Linked DNA regions of Pan troglodytes: region 1 is linked to region 2. The links are chromatin contacts, called in public Hi-C maps. All regions are on one chromosome and are shown on one strand. The core of a region is the stretch at or near the end of the contact, and the rest is flanking DNA. Distances in the headings are between cores, read along the strand shown.

What was found. A called contact is a pair of places that touch in the nucleus more often than the background predicts.
Region 1: a Hi-C map of induced pluripotent stem cells shows a contact between it and region 2, with 2.1 times the contacts expected there. The contact joins two enhancer-like sites. A contact is called at or near these places in 3 of 7 Hi-C or Micro-C datasets (induced pluripotent stem cells and stem cell-derived neural progenitor cells).

Annotation. Positions count from the first base shown.
Region 1 is chr9:23,933,003-23,937,712 of NHGRI_mPanTro3-v2.0_pri, reverse strand. All of the region lies in intron 7 of NAV2 (neuron navigator 2), which reads right to left. Among named protein-coding and RNA genes, the nearest start is that of DBX1, 260 kb to the left of the region's middle. Within about 2 kb of position 2,617, at least 2 of the 24 cell types and tissues checked have an H3K27ac peak or open chromatin away from gene starts, as enhancers often do. A contact at or near this core is called in induced pluripotent stem cells, where this site is marked.
Region 2 is chr9:23,847,987-23,852,349 of NHGRI_mPanTro3-v2.0_pri, reverse strand. All of the region lies in intron 2 of NAV2 (neuron navigator 2), which reads right to left. Among named protein-coding and RNA genes, the nearest start is that of DBX1, 340 kb to the left of the region's middle. Within about 2 kb of position 1,604, at least 2 of the 24 cell types and tissues checked have an H3K27ac peak or open chromatin away from gene starts, as enhancers often do. A contact at or near this core is called in induced pluripotent stem cells, where this site is marked.

The DNA of each region.
Region 1 (4,710 bases), core at 1,368-3,867, 84 kb before region 2:
TCCCAATCACAAGAATTTCGGCAGGTCACGTGACTAGGTTTGGCCAAGAGAATGAAGACAAAAACTGGTGTCCTCTTTCAGAGCTTAGGCCTCAAAGGGCCTTGTACATTTCAACTCTCTGCCTTGGCACTCACCTACCACCAGAAGAATAGCTTAGACCAGACTGCTGGGAGATGAAAGACCATGTAGAGAATTCTGAGTTGTCTCACCTGAGGCCATTACAGATCAGCCAGCATGCAGTCAATGTGCCAGATGCCCTCAGACATAGGAGCAGGCCCAGCCGAGACCCCCTGAAGCTGGTGCACCTTAGCAAGACCGTCCCATCAGCCTTGGGCTTGTAAGAAATCATACGTGGCTATGATTTGAAACCATTCATTTTGAGGGGCTGGGAAGATAGGGGTGAGTAAGGCACCTGCTTCACCAAACTTATCAAGATGAGAGGGTCCAAAAAAAGGTTTGCTCCCACAAGTTTTATTATTATCTATTTCCTAGGCAGTAACAGGTTTGAAGATGTTCTGGGGGAGGTAAACACTACTTGTGTTGGAAGGTATGAGCCTGAAATGGTTCAAATTGTGGCTAAAAGAGCAAAAGCTTGGAGTCAGGTGACCTAGGTAAGAATCCTTGCCCTAGCACATATGTCCTATATGGAAAAGTCCCTCTCCCTCACAGGTATTCACTGGTTTTCACTCCAAGCCAGATGAATTTAACATAAGCCAAATTAATCCTGGCCCCCTAAGAAGGTTCATTACTGAAGGTCAGAGCCTCATTCATGCACGAACAACAGGACAGACTGAATGAGTCTCTAGTATACAGAAATAGTTAAAAATAGGGCCCAGTTTCTTCCCTACAAGGTCGAAATTACTGGCTCTTCCTGGACTCTGTCCCTGGTTTTCCTTAATGAATACTGCCCCCTACAGCATGTCAGTGAAATAGATTTTTAAAAAAATAATTTGCATGAACATTCCTATCTGGCTCTTAGATGAGGGCAAGGAATTATCCAAGTGTTAAATGGTGGAAACCACACATGCGACTTCTCATGAAGTAGCCATGATTTCTTCTGTGTGGCACCCATCCTTGCCTGTGAACTCTCTGATGGCCTCTGAGCATGAACTTGGCAAGTTCAAGACAATTTAAGTGAAGTTAAGGGAGAAATCTTCTCAAGAATGTGAATGGAGCAAAAGAGGTCATCACAAATGCACACAGGCATATCCACACAAGATGCAGTCTTTTTCCAGCATACAAATGAATCCTAGAGTACAAGTAGCACCCTCAAAAATAAAGCGCATTTTTGGAATGAATGAATACTTTTAAGGGAACCAATCCAAAGGTGGGGTTTTGGGAACTCTAATAAACTGTGGGGATATGTGTGAAATTACTGAGGTGGAGGAGACTCTTCCAGAACAAATCACACCAACTTTACCCTTGCCTGGGGTAATTAAATGCTAGATTTGCAAGCAATCTTAGAGAAAATCTATTCCAACCTACCGGCTATTGTAAGAAACCTCACCTGTAGCATCCCTAGCAAGTGATGATCCAGCCTCTATTTGAATACCTCTGGGGTCAGGGAACTCACTACTCTCAAGAGAGCCTATTCAACTGTGAGAAGACAAATGTGAAAAGCTCTTTTCACAATATACATATGGAGCCAAAGTTTGCCTCCCTGTATTTTTTTTACTTTTACTCCCTATGTCCAGAGAGAGAAGAAAAAAGCTAGTTCAGGATATAGATCTTCATTTGTGCAAGGGAACTGGTTTCTGTCCATAACACTGTTTTCAAAAACATCCTTTATTTCCAACCATTGTGTGGGAGAATGGGGATCGTGGGCACAATGGACCCTGCAAACTTTGGCTATGGGTCTCACCCTGAAGAGGTTGTACCTAGTCCAGAGAATTAAGTTTCTACCTAATCCAGAGAATTAAGTTCATTCATAGTACCCCTCTTTTTTTTTTATAAGAGCAGTTACCACAAAATGTAACGATACTGTTTGCATTTGTTTACTGTCTCTTCCATCAGACTTTAAGTTCCATGCAGGCAGAAATAATCTGCTTTTTCACTTTTGAATACTCAGTGACTGGCATAATGCTTGGTACATAGAAGACATTCAATAAATAACCTCAGACACATGAATATATGAAGGACTGAATTCCAAGTACACAAATGTATAATAAATAAGGGAGAGAATCATTTATTCCACACTATACAGTCTGGTTTAGAATTATTTGCCTCTTAAAAATGGAACCAAATCTAGCATACCCTTTTTGCAGCAAAAATCAACTAGTGCCTTCAAAAATCCTTCTCCTTAGGGCTAAACCTGATCCTTGAATCCACCAGCTGGCTGCCTGCCCACGTGAGTGGGTGGACGGCTTTGTGAAGACCAATTTTAGCTCAGGCCTGCTGTCAGTTCCTCACCACTCAAGAGAAAGTCTTTCCACTAGGCCACATGAACCTGATCACACCCACACTGTGGGTTTTCTCCACTTCACATACATTCTCCTAAATTGAGGAAACAAATGTGGGGAGGCCCTGTCTGGAAGAAAGCATTTAGACAGTCTGCAAGTTATTATCCTCCCAAGCACAGTGCCTGAGAATGCCAGGCTAGAAACCAAGGATCCTCTAGGAAACACACACAAAACTTGGGCAGTAGGGGGCAGCAGTGACTTACAGTCCTAGGCTGTCCTGGAGCCAAAGGACTTTTTTTTTTCCTTAAACTTTTCTTTTTCCAAGCTATGTAATTATAGCTTCCCCACTCCACATTTAGATTTCCCACTCCACATTTGAGAAGAATGCTGTGATTCTCCAACTCTGAAAAAGGCAAAGGGAGCATTAGATGTTAAGAGGCTGCCTTTACCTTTGCTCTTATGAAGGAAGCAGGCCAGGCCATTGATTTCCATCAGCAGTTGTTATCTGTGCATTGTCCACAAAGTTTGGGGAGCCTTGCCATCATAAAAACTAGCATAACCACTGCTAAGGAATCATGGCAGGAGCTCCTAGGACACTAAGAATGTGAACTGTGTCCATGAGGCCTTGGCACAAACCAGCGTGTAGCATGACCATTCGTCCACAGTGTGTGACACCTGCAAATGGCCCATGTGTCACTCTCACCACCAAGTAGATATACCATGACCATTGTCTCAGATATTCTCATTGCAACCCCGATACCTTCATCAGGAGAAGATGGCTCCCTGGCACGTGGGCTACACACTGGTATCCCAATGAAATGCACACGTTGATGGAATCACAAAGGCAAGCTGCAGCTAAGAAACAAGCACTTTATTTGCGAGAGTCACTGAAGCCTGAGGATGTCATGTCCTTGGCCCAGAGAGGCAGCCAAGTGCACATTCACAAGAAACTCCTCAGTAAGTAGTTGCAGCTACCTGAGCTGCCAGGCTTTACTGTTCAGGGTCTCTCTCCTCATTCTGACCAGCACTCCATGCTTGCACTTCACATTGTGAACATGGGCTACATATGCTCACAGAAATGTTAGCTTCATTTATCCCAAAATGTATGTATCTTCTCATGCTGTTGAACACTGTCAAATACCTAAACTTGGAGGAAATAAACTTTTAAAGAGGACCTTAAACTAAGGAATGACTAAACTAAGTCCTGACTACAGATGAGAGCTTGATAAAAATGACTATTATGAGAGCACCCAGAAATGTAAATACTTCCCCCTCCCAATGATCCTTGAAATGAAACTGAATTCATGTATGTGTGATAGTTTCCTCGTAACAGATGGAAGCAAGAGAAATGCTGAGATTTATCATCTGAAGATCGGATGAACATCAACTAGTCATTTTCAATTCCTGAGACAAGACTAATCAAATAGATCGTTCATCTTTCCAAATGATTTATTTTCTCTTTTTCTCTACTCCCTGTTACAAAAAGCCAGGTTTATTGTATTTTAGAGAAAGGTTATATAGCAGAACCATAAGTTCACACATTGGTTTTGAAATGTATCCATATTTAGAGACAAACAAACATGGTGGCATTCTTCTTCTCTGTGAAAAAAGGAAGGCTTCAGTATTAAAGGTTATTAGTTTCACACATTAGAGGGATTTTTGTGTCTCCTCTTCTGAAGACTCTTTTAAATTACACAGTAGATCAAGAAAATGACTCCCAAAGGGGGCGAAAGACTGCACCGGATACAATTTCTTTCACCTTGATGTTCGACTGTAATGCTTGAGGTTAAGGACAAAAGCTAGGGTGGAATAAGGGCAGTTGGGCACATCACTCAGGTGCCTCTCTAGGCAGCTTTAATAGTGCTCGCCCTTCCTCTGAACAGGACAGTGCTCTCCTCCACATAAAGTACCACCAAGCTCTGCAAGTGCCAAGGAGACAAAGAGCCAAAAGGTGATTCTCCAGCTAGGGCAAGGTGAGCCAACTTCTCCCTCAGAGCACCTCTTTGTCTTGTATTCCCTCTGCTCCCCTATTTAGACCTCAAAGGGACACTTTCTTTTTAATATTGCCAGTCTAAGGAAGAATCTGTTAGCTCAGCAGAAACAAGACAGCAATGAAAATGTAAAAATGAAAAATGCAAGAAAGAACTTTGCTAAAGGTTAGTGAGGCAATAGCACAAAGCCAAAAGAAAGTAAGACCTATGCAAGTAGTTAAGTCTACCCAGTGTAAGTTGCTGGTTCTCAGAATAAATTTCAATATGTATATGACAAAATGTATACATACATTTAAATGATTCCCCATTTATTAATCTCC
Region 2 (4,363 bases), core at 355-2,854:
TATAAACTTAAAATTATATTTTTAAAGTGATAGTAAATATTTAAAACTCATCACTTTCTAATTATTTTACTGTATTTTACTATTATTTATGGTCATGAGATTATTTACACCTATTATATCTGTATGAGGGAAATACTATATAATAATGCACTACTGTACATCTCTTCCCAGCTCAGAGTGGGTAAATTAAAATCAGTCTTGGTAGAAGGATTTACACCATGGTAATTGGCAAGTACTACCTATCAGGCTTTTCTCCTTGGAGAGCCAACTGTTAAACATCACTGAGTATAGACAGGTGAGATGGAGTTAAAAAAAAAAAAAAAATCACTAAATACACACAGGTGGGACAGGAAAAAAACATGAGTTATTATTTTCCCTCCTTACCCCTACCCCTCCCCCAAACTGGAAATCTCTTTGTTTTGTAGAATGATGGGTAAGAGTATGCAAATTTAGGGGACAGTAGACTGTGCTAAAATGCTTTGCATAAAAAAAAGGGAATTCAGGGAGAGAGGTAAGATCTGGAGCTGGGAAGCCTGTGGGGTGCAAAGAGGCTATCTGGGTGGGCAAGAAGGCTTGGAGATGAGATCGAGGGGCCTTTAGGGAGACTGAATACGATCTGAACTCTCCCCTTGGAGATGAGATCGAGGGGCCTTTAGGGAGACTGAACGATCTGAAGTCTCCCCTTGGAGATCTCCAGTGCAATCTGTATTCTTACTGGTGCTTTCTAGGGCAAGTGGAATCCTTCTCAGAAAGGACAAGAGGTGCCAAGTTCCGCTTCCTAGTAGGTGAAGGGACAGGAGCAAGTGAGCTGGAGCCAAGGTTCAGTTGCTCCCCATTAAGAGAGTGACCCGGCTTTATTTACAGGGCCAAGTGGGTAGAGCATGAGCTCAAGGTTTCCCTTTGCAGGACCTCTCAGCGTGCTTGTTACAGAGCACCTGCTCAAGGACTGCTGGCTCAAAGGCCCTCTTGGCCACCCCATCCCTCCTTTCACATGAGTGTCTTTGGTTTTGGCACTGGTCTCCCAAACACTGACCATCCTCAATTTGCCCAGTCCCTCCCTTCCCCAACTCGGACCTCATCACCCACTGAGGCGTCCCAAAAGCCCCGCTCCAGGTGTTCCCCCATTCCCAGACACTGGACCTAACTGTCTCTGCCTGACTTGGGGATCAAAACTCACTGGACCCACATTCCATTCCATCAGGGCTTGCTCTGGCACACAGCTCTGGCACAGGTCCCAGGCACACAGCTCTGGCAGAGAAAGGTGAGTCACAGTTCCCAAAAAACATTTACATTTCCAATGGGATCCTCAATGCTTTAACCCCAGGAGACTGATGTGAGGCTATATAATCACTCTGGAAAGCCTGGGAGATTTTTTTTAATGGTAAAGGATTTTTGTTTTGTTGTTTTGTTTTTGTTTTCTTAGAGCCATTCAGACCAGGGCAGGTGAGTGGCTATATAAGGTGTACATTGCTTATTAAAATTCCCAACACCAAAGGCAAACTGTGTGCATGCATGGTGATTATTTGAGGATGTTTCTTACCCAAGAAACCTGAGCAGTGGGGTGGTGGGTAGTTTAAGGATTTCCCCTGAGAGATGAGGGGTCAGGTTTCCTGAAAGATTACACAGCAGACTGATTTATCTGGGAGAAGTAGATCCAGAGAGGGCTCCATGTGGAGTCCCTTTTTCTGCATAAGGGGCTGTGACCGAAGGCACAGAGGGGAAAAAAAACAGTGGTGGGAGCCTCCTCTGGTTTCACCTGAAGAGGGAGGTGGAAGGGCCTGAAAATTATATTTTGTTTATAAATAATAGACATTATTGGTATATTTACATATTTTTACATAATGATGCCAACCATAAACAATGGACCATAAAGCATTGACCTCGGAATGATCAATTGCAAAATGTTTAAACCCTGGAAGCATTTGCTTAGGAGAGCGGATATTCTGTGTTGATGTTATTCTATAACCATAAACTTCCCTGAATTTTCTGCTAATGTATCCAAGTCCAGGCAAGTCACTTAAACTCTTCAAATGCAGCTTCTTCATCTGTGAAGTGGAGATCATAATAGCATCTACTGCACCAACTTAGATGAAGAATTGAATGAGGAAAAAATGTGAAGCACCTATGAGCACACTTGCAGAAGTACTCAGGGAGGGGTAAGGGACAGAGGGGTGAAGGAAGGTACAGAAGGACTAGAGAAGATCTGACATTCTCATAAATGGCCATGGCCCTCCAGCCCGTTGGGCAGAGAGGCACAGAACCTGGCAAAGACTGTTGTGTCATTTGTGGGAAAGTTGTGTAGCAAAGGCTTTAAAAAACTCTGGAAGGCAGGCAATTCCCAGCAGTGGCTGGCGCTGCCCGGCCCTAGGAATGCGCTTGCCTGCTCCTTCCCCATTTGGGAGCCTCATTCCTTTCTCAGCAACTCCATGGCCAAGAGACTTGGCCACAGTGGAAATGACCGTTGTGCCCCGGGCCCTTCTCCAGCCCAGATGTCAGAGCTCTCAGGCCTGAGGGCATCTCGGGTTTTTCATGTTTATTATTTTTATTATACTAGGCGTTTACTACGAAGAATACCAAACACCAAGCTGGCACCTAGGAAAGAAGTGGTGTCTCCCCTACCCAGGGGACAACCTGGCCCAGAGCACAAAAGAACAATTTGCACAAAGGTACTATTTATTCTCCAAAGTCCTGGAAGAAGGCCCTGATTGATTCATCTCAAGAAGAATAATAAAGTCCTAACAACAGTGCTGTCTCTGCCTCCTGTCTGCAGTGCTTACCATTTATAAAGTTCTTTCGTAAATACAATCCAATCTGAGCCTCAACACAATCCTGGGAAACATGGGCGGTGGCAGCTTGCATTCTCCCCATTGCATGGATGAAGCCAGTGAGATACCAGCTGGACAAGGTTAGCATCTGTCCAGCTAACAGACCAGGTATTCCAACTCAGTCCAGTCATCTTTATGCCACAAGGCAGTTACAAAAATCAGGCCAGGTCATTCAGATGACCACGATGAAGAGGAAGTTCTAGGATGGAACTGGAAGGAGCCTTGTGTTCCTATGAAGATGGGAATTTGAATTCTATGTCTAATCACCCAGGTCCAGCATGGGATGGGAATTCCCGTGCAGGCATATAAGATGTGTTCATCCAACTTCAGAACCACATACAATAGCTGCCTCCTATTGAAATGTCTATTTTTAACCTTCTATCTCAAAAGAAATCTCTTCCACAGGGCAGTGAGCCTAGACCCCAGGAGTTAAAAATAATAATGATAACTCAGGGACATCCCCATTAATTGTGCTTGGCCTGGGTAGTGCTACACATCTAGAGCAAACGACACACATGTCCAATATCCCAGCAACCTTCCACCTTTAATGAGCCACACACCCAGAGGATGAAAGAACAAGAGGATATCAAATACTCAGAGGACTCAGTAAAGTGGCTCACATGGAAAATGACCTCAAAACTGTGTGAAAACGTATCTTCATGCAGGGATTTTTTTCCCTACACCTTTCATACCCACATCATTCTTATCTTTGTACATAAAGGGCCACACAGAATATCTGCTCACCAAAGCAAATGCTTTGCGGGTTTAAACGTTTTTATAATAGATCCCTCCAAGGTCAGCTGTATAGAGTAAGCATTAAGCAGATAAGAGAAGCACACTCTTTCCTAGAAAATAAGCACCTGCCAAGCCACCTAATAATGCTAATGTTGCCTAGGAAGTTGGGTTAGATACGTGGGGGAGAAGGATAAGTTTTAGGAGGGGAGGGTAAACTACAGCATTTTTGCAAGAAGAATAGGCTAAGAAGGTTCTCTCTCTGTCATAAAGCCATTGCCTCTGACCACATCAAAGTGACCATTCTACCTGGGCATGGTGGCTCAAGTCTGGAGTCCCAGCTGCTCCAGAAGGCTGAGGCAGGAGGATTGCTTAAGCTCAGGAGTTCAAGGCCAGCCCGGGCAACATAGTGAGATCCACTCTCTCAAAACAAACAAACAAAAAAGTGGCCATTCTGATTGTAAAACCAGAGCGCCACACAGCTGCAGGCACCAGGACTGCCATTAGCCCCTGAGTTACAGTAACCGTCTGAAGGTTAAGGAGGCATAAAGGAATAAAAATGCATCTTGCCTTTTTGCTCTGTGAATGCATGCTCCCAAATGGATTCTCGGCAGCAAGTGGAAAGCCATGGGTACAGATGCCTTCCAGCTTAAAAGATCCCATTCAGGTCACCCTGGCCAGGGGAGGGAGAGGGCAGTGGGCCCTTCCCAGGACATCCCTGGGTCTCACTGAACAGGAAATTGCTTCCAGTTTCCCCCAAGCAAGTCCCTCCTTCAATGAAGCCCTCAGGAGTACTCCCTGGCATC